Linked DNA regions of Mus musculus: region 1 is linked to region 2. The links are chromatin contacts, called in public HiChIP or PLAC-seq maps. All regions are on one chromosome and are shown on one strand. The core of a region is the stretch at or near the end of the contact, and the rest is flanking DNA. Distances in the headings are between cores, read along the strand shown. Region 1 overlaps Ddah1 (dimethylarginine dimethylaminohydrolase 1). Region 2 overlaps Gm40164 (a long non-coding RNA gene).

Region 1 (4,690 bases), core at 380-2,879, 260 kb before region 2:
CATGCTGTAAGAAATGACTTTTAATAATGAACTGGATATACACACATGGAGCTGTGAACAGTGCTGTCCCACTCAAAAACCAAAAGCTTCATATATCTGGGTCTCTCTCTCTCTCTCTCTCTCTCTCTCTCTCTCTCTCTCTCTCTCTCTCTCTCTCTCTCTCTCTCCCTCTCTCCCTAAATGATTTTAAAACAGTAACTGTAGATAATAGACAAGCAACCCTTCTTTTTCATAGAAGAGACACAGGGGGTTGATTATTTTGGACTTGCAGTATGTCTGCCATGTTAGCTGAGGACCAGGCTCCCCTTTCCTGTCCAAAGGGTTCATTTGCATTGCCTGTGTGCTGTTATTGACTGGTGAGATGGTTTGCCATTCACTTATAGCTGCGTCCAGGACACACACACACACACACACACACACACACACACACACACACACACGATACAGTGAATTTGCTGTTTAGAGGCGGGTGAATGGTGCAGGGATCACAACTCTTCATGGTGTGTTCTTATATGTGTGCATTTCTGTGTGTGTGTGTGTCTGTGTATTCATATAGATGCGTGAGTGTGTATGTGTGTATGTATGTGTGTGCATTTGTGTGGCAATGGTGTGTGCATGTGTGTTACCAAAAGGATGAACTGACACTGGGCACCCTGGCAGGATAACACTTCAAAGGGCCCAGGCTCCCGGAGAACAAGCAGAGGTGACAGTAACCGACAGGCTTTCTCTTCCCTTCTTGGACACTCAGTCTTGGGGAAAGATGAACATGATCCTAAGCATCCCAAGAATGTGACTGCTGGGCTGACTTCCAGGATTTTCCTTTTCTTAAGAAGGATGGAGGAAGTGGCTTTGTTCCAGAGTTCTTGGTAAAATGTCTGTGTAGCAGTAAGGACTGAACTTCCTGCTTGTCATAGCACCCAGCACCAAAACGGAAGCAGAAAGCACCTAAACTCTCTCTGTGCGTCAGCAAATTCCTCCTGGAGCAGCTTCCTCTGTATCCCCAGAGGCCTCAGGTTCAACTGGGAAAAGTCCACCTAAGTGCCACGCTATCCAGCCTGTGGGGGGTGGGGGTGGGGAAGATTTCAGAGGCAGGCTACATTCCAAATGTTGTCTCTGACTTTTGTCAGTGGAATTATTATTCTACTTTGAGTAACCAAATCAGAATGGTGATAATTGGGTCTGGAAGCTATTGATGTCTGGACCAACTCAACAGGCTTCACAGAGTGCCTGTCCCCTTGGGGCCAGCCACAAGGACCAAGTCAGGTGGTATGCAAATAGACAGATGCAAGGATATTCTAAGTGTTGCCTGCTGGAGGTGACAATCTGTAATTCAAGCATGGTGCCAAGCATGGGGAGGGTGGAGTCTACCTCTCTTATCGCAGGCACCTTCTTAACCCAGAAGGCACACAGTCCTAGAGAGAAAGGGGCTCTGGGCATCTCTGGGGCCACAGCAGCATCCTTGGATCTCTCAAAGCTGCTTTCTTGGAGGGCCTGGCCTGGCTCCCCTGAGTGGAGTTGCCACAAAGCAATGGGAACCAGTGGGAACACGCTGGCTTTCAGCCTGACACTCTATGCACAGCCAGTCACATTAAGCAGGCATTTCCGGCTGTTTCCCACATTTCTGGGAATTTTCTCATTGAAAGGATTGGAAGGCAGCCCTATTCTTCTGCTTCTTACTCATGCCTTCTTTGTATTACAGCAATTACATTAAAAAAAAAATCCTGGGCCGAGTGGTTGGACAGAACAACTTAAGGCTTAATTGGTCAAATACTGAGGCAAAGAGATAAAGAAGGCATTTAAAGATGGTTAGGAAATATTCCAAGCACATTTTTGGCTTGCTCATAATTGATCTTTCCATGATAGATATGTATGTACCCATCTTAACACAGTAAAATGAAATCAATATTAAAAGCAAGTAATTATAGACTCCACCAAGAGATACAGGACCCAACGCACAATCACTTCTCATTGCTACTAGGTAGCTGAAATAACTCTTTATTGGTTTATCATGCATCAGGAGTTTTATTGAAAGCCTAGCAATATATGGCAGTCTCCAAATCCTGGCCATCCTTTTAGGGCTCAGCCAGTATAACTGGATAATATTATAAATTGCTAACATGGCTTCACATTTCATGGGCTCTCACAGCTGGGCTTGGAATGAACACATTCTGAGAGCCATGTCTCTAGTTAAATAAATGACTGTACTGAGGATTAGAACCCGAGCGAGCTCTCTACCATGAAGCTAGGTCTCCTGTCCGCGGCTGTGTGCCATGTTTGCTTGTTTTTGAGACAGGCTCTCATCTCATAACTTTTGCTGTTCTACTCGCGGTGACCTGTCTGCATCTGTAAAGTGCTGGCAATAAAGCTGTGTGACACCACACTTGGCTTGGATGTGTGTTATTTTATTTTGTTTTATTTTAATATTTTGAGTCAGGGTTTCTCTGTGTAGTCCTGGAAATTCACTCTGCAGACCAGCCTGGCCTCAAACTCAGGCATCAGCCTGCCTCTGCCTCCCAAGTGCTGGGATTAAGGACATGCACCACCACCTGACTTCAGATATGTAATACGTATATACACACATATATACACATATATGTATATGTATATATGTACATGTATATATGAGTACACTGTAGCTGTCTTCAGACACACCACCAGAAGAGGGCATCATATCCCATTACAGATTGTGAGCCACCATGTGGTTGCTGGGAGTTGAACTCAGGACCTCTGGAAGTGGTCAGTGTTCTTAACCACGGAGCCATCTCTCCAGCTCCCAGATGTGTATTTTTATAAATAATATTTTTTACTCATTCTTTGAGGATTTCCTAGTAGTATACAATGTGTTTTGGTTACATCCATCTCCACACCCCTCTTCCACCTTTTCCCCAACACGCTCCTCTTCGAATTTTACTTTATTTCGAAAAAATATAGACCCCACCAAATCCAATTGGTGCTACCCATATGGGCATGAGTGTGGAGCCAACCACTGGATCATGGGCTACCTCCCAACGGCCACTCTCAAAGAAAAATGACTCTTCACTCTGGAGCAGCCATCAACTGTCAATGGCTCCTCAGCCAGCCGTGGGACCCAGGAGCTCGCCTCATCTATGCTGGGAAGCTGGCTGGCTTGAGCTCCTACAGGCAGCCGCAGCTCTGTGTCCCGAAGGCAGCATCCCACAGCACTGGTCCCCATCCTCCTCACAGTCTCCCTGCTCCCTCTTCACTGTTCCTGAACCCTGGTGGGATGGTGATGCGTCTCATAGAGGGCTGTGCACTCACAATCATGGTTTCCGTACGTCTACTGGTTCTGCCTTAACTGTGGCCTGACGTGGGAAGTAGCCCGTTCTTTCTGCTCTCCTGGGTGCAGACAAAGCAACGTACAGAAAGGAAGGGCTGGGTTTTGGCTCTCAACCAAAGCACAGAAGGCAAGGTACAGCTCTGCTCAGGTGTAACCAAAGCCAGGTAGCAGGGGGAGGTGAGTGCTGGTGCTCAGTCCTAGTCTCCCCCCAAAGCCAGGCAGCAGGGGGAGGTGAGTGCTGGTGCTCAGTCCCAGTCTCCCCCCAAAGCCAGGCAGCAGGGGGAGGTGAGTGCTGGTGCTCAGTCCCAGTCTCCTTTGCACACAGTCTGAGACCTGATCCTATCAATCAGTGCCTCCCACATTCAGGGTGGGTCTTCCTGCTCTGTTAAACCTTTCTGGAGGCACTCTCAGATTCATCCAGACATATGTTTCCATGGTGATTCTAAATCCTACTACGTTGACAAGATTAACTGTCCCAGTAACCTAAATCCCACCATCAAAGATTTAATCTCTTGGGTTTTGGAGGCAGCTGATCTTTAAGCATCGTTCTTGGTCAGAGAGAATGGAAAACATTCAGCTTGTGTTTGTGGGTGTGTGTATTCTCTTCCTCTTTTCAATTTGTTTCTCACCACGACCCTCCCTGTGTATGTGGTGATGTCATCTCTCTCTTCATGTGAAAGTAAGACAAGTGCAGAGAAATTCACTAATACGTCCAGGGTCACTCACTCACTTAGACAGGCAATGTAGGCTTCAAGCCTGCGTGTGTCTGACTTCCCATGCCTACCTTCATCCTGACAAGACAAACCACCATCTTATCACCCAAAAGACTAGACTCACAGGTTCACTGGAAGCCCATGGTGACATACGTTTTCCTATAGAGTTTTCTCGGCATTTGCATATTAGCAGGTTTGTGTGCAAATGCATTCCGTACAGTGTCTGGTCTTTGAAGTCATCTGAGTTTGTGTCTGGCCTTACATGGTTTGTTTTGTTTGAAATTATTTTGTTTTTAGGTAAAAGAGAGAGCAGAGCCTTTGGAAGGGAGGAGGGGGTGAGTGAAGGCCATTTGATCTCGAGAGCGGAGAGGAGCAGAAGTGGTGAAGAGCCAAACCCTCTTTACAGTGACGTCCTGGATTAATGTGGCCACTGTGACCCGCTATTGGCAGTTTAGCCTGCCTGGCTGTGGAAGGCTTGTCTGGAGGGTAGGGATGAGTTGGTGCCCACAGAGAGCATCCTAATTATTGTTTTCTGACTCACGATAAGGAAAGCCATCAATGTGATTCCCAATTATATAACTTGGTGTAGCAAACCTGGACCCCAGCAGCTAGGAAAGGATTCCAAGGACTTGCTTAGCCCCTGCATCTTCAGACGTATCGTACCCATGTTTGCTCTAAG
Region 2 (4,606 bases), core at 1,352-3,851:
AACCGACACTTGCAAGCTGTGTTGTAGCGTGCATGTGCCCACACACACACACACACACACAAACACACGGAGAGAGAGAGAGACAGAGAAAGACAGAGAGAGACACACAGAGAGATAGAGACAGAGAGAGACACAGAGAGAATACATACATAAATAAAATACAATAATAGTATTTAAAAAAATTTTTTTTTCTCCACTCCATGTCCCCTGCTCTTCTCTGGGCACCATTCCCAATGAGACCTCTACCAAGACAGTTTCTTTCCCGTCTTTCTAGAACTGTCTGTGTGTATCCCTGTCCTTTCTGAGCCCCGGGGACCTTTCCTGTTGTTTCTGCTGACTTGGAATTCCTGTGCCTTTGCGTGACAGGCTCTCTCTGTGTTCTGTTACAACCTACTCAGAATTCGCACCTACTCAGAGAGCTTTTCTATGCCCTCTCTATTGGAACATCCCATCAGGAACATGGCTTGTTCTAAGCTCCAGGCTACTGGCAACCCAGTCCTCAGCACAACGTCTGGAATGCAGAAGCCATCTGCCACACGCATGATGGATGTGTGTGTGAGAGTATGGGGCGGGGCGTGTACACACTCACAGACTTTCCACAGACATAAACAGGATGGGATTATAGAATACAGCAATTTGCTTTCTATTTCATGAAAATAATGATAATTAGTGTTCCTTAAGCACCTAGTGTTCCAAGCATCTGACATTTATACTTTTAAAACAACTCCACAATACTAGCAGATATTCAAGATGACAAAGTCAGAAAAATGAAGGTATAAAGCCACTAGACTCCCTTGGGTCATCTGATTTGAAAATGGAAAAACATATAATGCATATATGTATATGTACTTATAAATCTATATTAATCATAATATAACCATAATCATGTGGTTGTTTGAATAATCATGGCCCCCATAGCTTCATATATTTGAATGGTCATTAGGGAGTGGCACTACTTAGGAGGGCTTGGGAGGTGTGGCCTTGTTAGGGAAAGTGTGTCACTGAGGGTGAGTTTGAGGTTTCTAAAAAGCCCATTCTAAGCCCAGACTCTCTCTCTTCCTGCTGTCTGCAGGTCTGGATGTAGAACTCTCAGCTGGCTCTTTCAGGACCATGTCTGCCTGCACGCTGTCATGCTCCCTGCTGTCACACTCCCTGCTTTGATAATGGACTACACCTCTGAAACTGGAAGCCACTTCCAATTAAATGTTGCTGTGTCATGGTGTCTCCTCGCAGAAAGACCATCATCAAGTGGCTGTTTAGCTTCGACATGCGATTTTAAGAATCGTGTGGAAATACACGAAGCAAAGTAGGCCACTTCTGCCACTTTCTGTCATGCAGCCTGTGGCATCTCACTGCCATCCTCTTCAGAACTTCACCACCTCAAATTCAGCCCCACGCAGCTAAGCACACCCGGCTTCTGGTGCCCAGGCCCCAGTAGCCACTGTCTCGTTCTCCAAGTCTACAAGTTTCACCAGCCCAGGTCTTCCAGCATTTCTTCTTTTGTGTCTGGCTTACTGCACTTAATCTAATGTATTCTTTTTGAGAAATGATTCACTTTTATGTTTCTGAGTGTTTTGCGTGGGTGTATATATCTCATGTTTCCAGAGGCCAGGAAAGGGCACTGGAGCCTATGGAGCTGGGGCTACAGGGCATTCATTTATGAGCATCCTGATGTGGGTACTGGGAACAGAACCCTGGTACTCAAGTGCTCTTGGCTCCTTAGTCCTCTAATAGCTTCTTAATTTATTAACTTTGAAGAAAGGGCATTAGATAGGGTCTCTATATATAGTCCACTCCAGCCTCAAACTCTTGATTCCTCTCTCTCTCTCTCTCTCTCTCTCTCTCTCTCTGTGTGTGTGTGTGTGTGTGTGTGTGTGTGTGTGTGTGTGTATGGACATGAGCGCTCATGCCCGTGTGTATGTGTAAGTAAATGTGTGTGTGCATGGGTACTCCTGCCTATGTTTGTGTGCACTTATGTGCGGACACGGGTGCTCATGCATGTGTGTGTATGTAAGTGCTTCCATGGAGGTCAAAGGTCTATCTCTATTGTCATTCCTCAAGTGTCATCTACCGTTTATTCAGCCATTTCCTTAATTTATTCTGTTGTTGAGATAGAGTCTCTCTCTAGCCTGTAACTCACTGATTCAGCTGGGCAGACTGCCAGCAGAACCCAGGGCTCCTGGTCCATGCCTTTTGTGATTGCCTGTTGGATCAGAAAGGGCGCTGCTGCTGTGAATGGCCCCTCTCTGCTGGCTTGAAGTTTTCTATGTCTTACACATAGTCTCTTGGTCTCACACCCTCAACCTTTGAGCTTCTCTAAATGGCTTTCTCGATGCTTTAAAGAGTGTACAAGTAGCCACAACTGGCCTCTAGATGTCTCCAGTGTTGGAGGCCAAGAGTCCTGGGTTGAGATTTGTGCAGAAAGTTACATCCCAGAGAGGCAGGGCAGAATGGCAGCCTTCCTTTCCGACCACCCTCTCTGCATTCCTGGCTCAATAAGGCAAACGCTTTAAGACCTACCTCACTGAATCAGCCTAGTGCTCCAGCCTCAAACTCCTGAAACCCGAGAGGAAACATGACAAAGCGTCCTCTGTCCTTACAAATGCCACTTTTGAAATAGTCAAAATGACTTCCAAGTGAAGACACACAGCAGCATTCACCAGTGTTAGGAGGAGTTGAGAGATGAGACTACAGTCCATGAGCTCCTTCTGTGAGTTCTAAGACGAAGGAAAAATAGAAAATTGGGAAGGGTGTTAAACACACAGGGAGGCAACGGGTACCTGTGGAGCCAGGTTGGATACATTTTGAGTTTGCTCTTTTTATGAATTTGAAATCCCAGACTTTTAAATTGGTCTCCAGTATCACTGCCACCCCCACTCCAACACAAAGAGAACATCTTTTTCCATCATGAGCCTCCATTCAGAAGGAGGCTCACATGGGGGACCAATCACACAGGCTGTGCTGCCTCAGCAGGCAGCAGGCGGGATTGCAACCTTGTGTTTCCTCCTTCCAGGAAGCCTGGCTGCATAGGAGAAGCAGAGGGTGTGTACCCATGGCCCACAAACTCCCTCTTGCTTGGATAATACAACTCTAACTCTGGCCCTTACATTTCAATTTCTTACATGTGCCCCTAAAGACATCCGGCGCTTCTGGAGAGGCAGCCTAGTGGACAAGAGTGCTTGGTGCCTTTGAAGAGGACCTGGGTTCAGTTGCCAGCACTAACATGACAGCTCAGTTCACATCTAACTCTAGTTCCAGAGGATACAATGTTGCTTCTGGTCTCTGCAGGCAGTGCAGGCTTTTGGTGCCTGACATACCTAAAGTAATATATATATATATATATATATATATATATATATATATATATATACATACACACACATATACATATGTATATATATGTATGCTCTTTACTTCCCAACCTGTATGTGTGTGTATATATATATATATATATATATATATATATATATATATACTCTTTACTTCCCAACTTGTAACAAACCATTGTGGTGGCTGGCAAACATGTCTCCAGATCTGATTACGTTTAGCTATTCTAGCTGCAAAGCTGAGACAAATGAGACTTTTGTGTAAGATACAGAAGAAGTGAGACCAAAGAAAGAATGTAGGCAGGGAAAGAACAGTGAACTCACAGGACAAGCTGGGCATAATGGTACATGATGCCTCATCTGCTCCTACTAAAGAGAACAGAGCTGGGCAGTGGTGGCACTTGCCTTTTAATCCCAGCACTTGGGAGGCAGAGACACATGGATTTCTGAGTTCAAGGCCAGCCTGGTCTACAGAGTGAGTTCCAGGACAGCCAAGGCTACACAGAGAAACCCTGTCTCGAAAAACCAAATAAATAAATAAATAAAAATAATAAAAAAAGAAAAACCAAGAAAACAAAACAAAAGAGAACAGAAATAAGACGCATCTACAGAGGGACTCTCACGGGGTTACAGAAGCTAGGTGTGTGGAGTTTGAAGAAGACAGAGAAGGGATGCTAGCTCGGAGTGACTGAACAGAAGATAAATACCACGTGACAGGCCAAACAGAAAATACAACCCACCTGTTCTGGGAAGGGCCGTGGTGCTTGAAGTCCTGTTTACATATAGGAATATAGGCCTTCCTTGTGGTTTCTTATGTAAGTTAAAGCCTCAACCATTAAGAAATACAGAAAGTGGGCTGGTGAGATGGCTTAGTTGGCAAGAGTACCCGAATGCTCTTCCGAAGGTCCGGAGTTCAAATCCCAGCAACCACATGGTGGCTCACAACCATCCATAACGAGATCTGACACCCTTTTCTGGAGTGTCTGAAGACAGCTACAGTGTACTTTACATATAATAGTAAAAAAAAAAAATACAGAAAGCAACTTCTTGTCTTTTATTCAAGATGAATTAATGAATGTCAGAGTGTCACTGATATTTACACTGAGAACGATCTCAGAAGACATCTGGTCCAGATCAGAAGAATATTGTCCTGGATAAAGCCACTCACTCAATCAACAGAAAGTCCCAAAGGATTTTTAAAAAATAATCTCTTGTGTACATGTGATGGGCAGACAGCATCCCAGCAGATCTGAGAATCCTTTAAGCAATGTGAACTACAC

The links. HiChIP or PLAC-seq counts read pairs in DNA pulled down with a chosen protein or histone mark.
Region 1: an H3K4me3 HiChIP or PLAC-seq map of embryonic basal ganglia shows a contact between it and region 2, with 4 times the contacts expected there. The contact joins two enhancer-like sites. A contact is called at or near these places in 1 of 15 datasets of contacts at CTCF or cohesin (the NIH/3T3 cell line), 6 of 484 Hi-C or Micro-C datasets (2-cell-like embryonic stem cells, the G1E-ER4 cell line, embryonic stem cells and 2 more), 7 of 115 datasets of contacts at active chromatin or transcription factors (embryonic basal ganglia, embryonic stem cells and stem cell-derived neural progenitor cells) and 1 of 9 other capture datasets (embryonic stem cells).

Annotation. Positions count from the first base shown.
Region 1 is chr3:145,882,445-145,887,134 of GRCm38.p6, reverse strand. The region is part of intron 4 of Ddah1 (dimethylarginine dimethylaminohydrolase 1); the gene reads right to left. The region is part of intron 1 of Gm35187 (a long non-coding RNA gene); the gene reads left to right. Among named protein-coding and RNA genes, the nearest start is that of Gm35187, 5.9 kb to the left of the region's middle. Within about 2 kb of position 1,629, at least 91 of the 459 cell types and tissues checked have an H3K27ac peak or open chromatin away from gene starts, as enhancers often do. A contact at or near this core is called in embryonic basal ganglia, where this site is marked.
Region 2 is chr3:145,626,401-145,631,006 of GRCm38.p6, reverse strand. It overlaps Gm40164 (a long non-coding RNA gene), which reads left to right. Exons shown (of 2, transcript XR_867694.3): 2 at 1,073-1,550. Among named protein-coding and RNA genes, the nearest start is that of Gm40164, 4.3 kb to the left of the region's middle. Within about 2 kb of position 2,601, at least 15 of the 459 cell types and tissues checked have an H3K27ac peak or open chromatin away from gene starts, as enhancers often do. A contact at or near this core is called in embryonic basal ganglia, where this site is marked.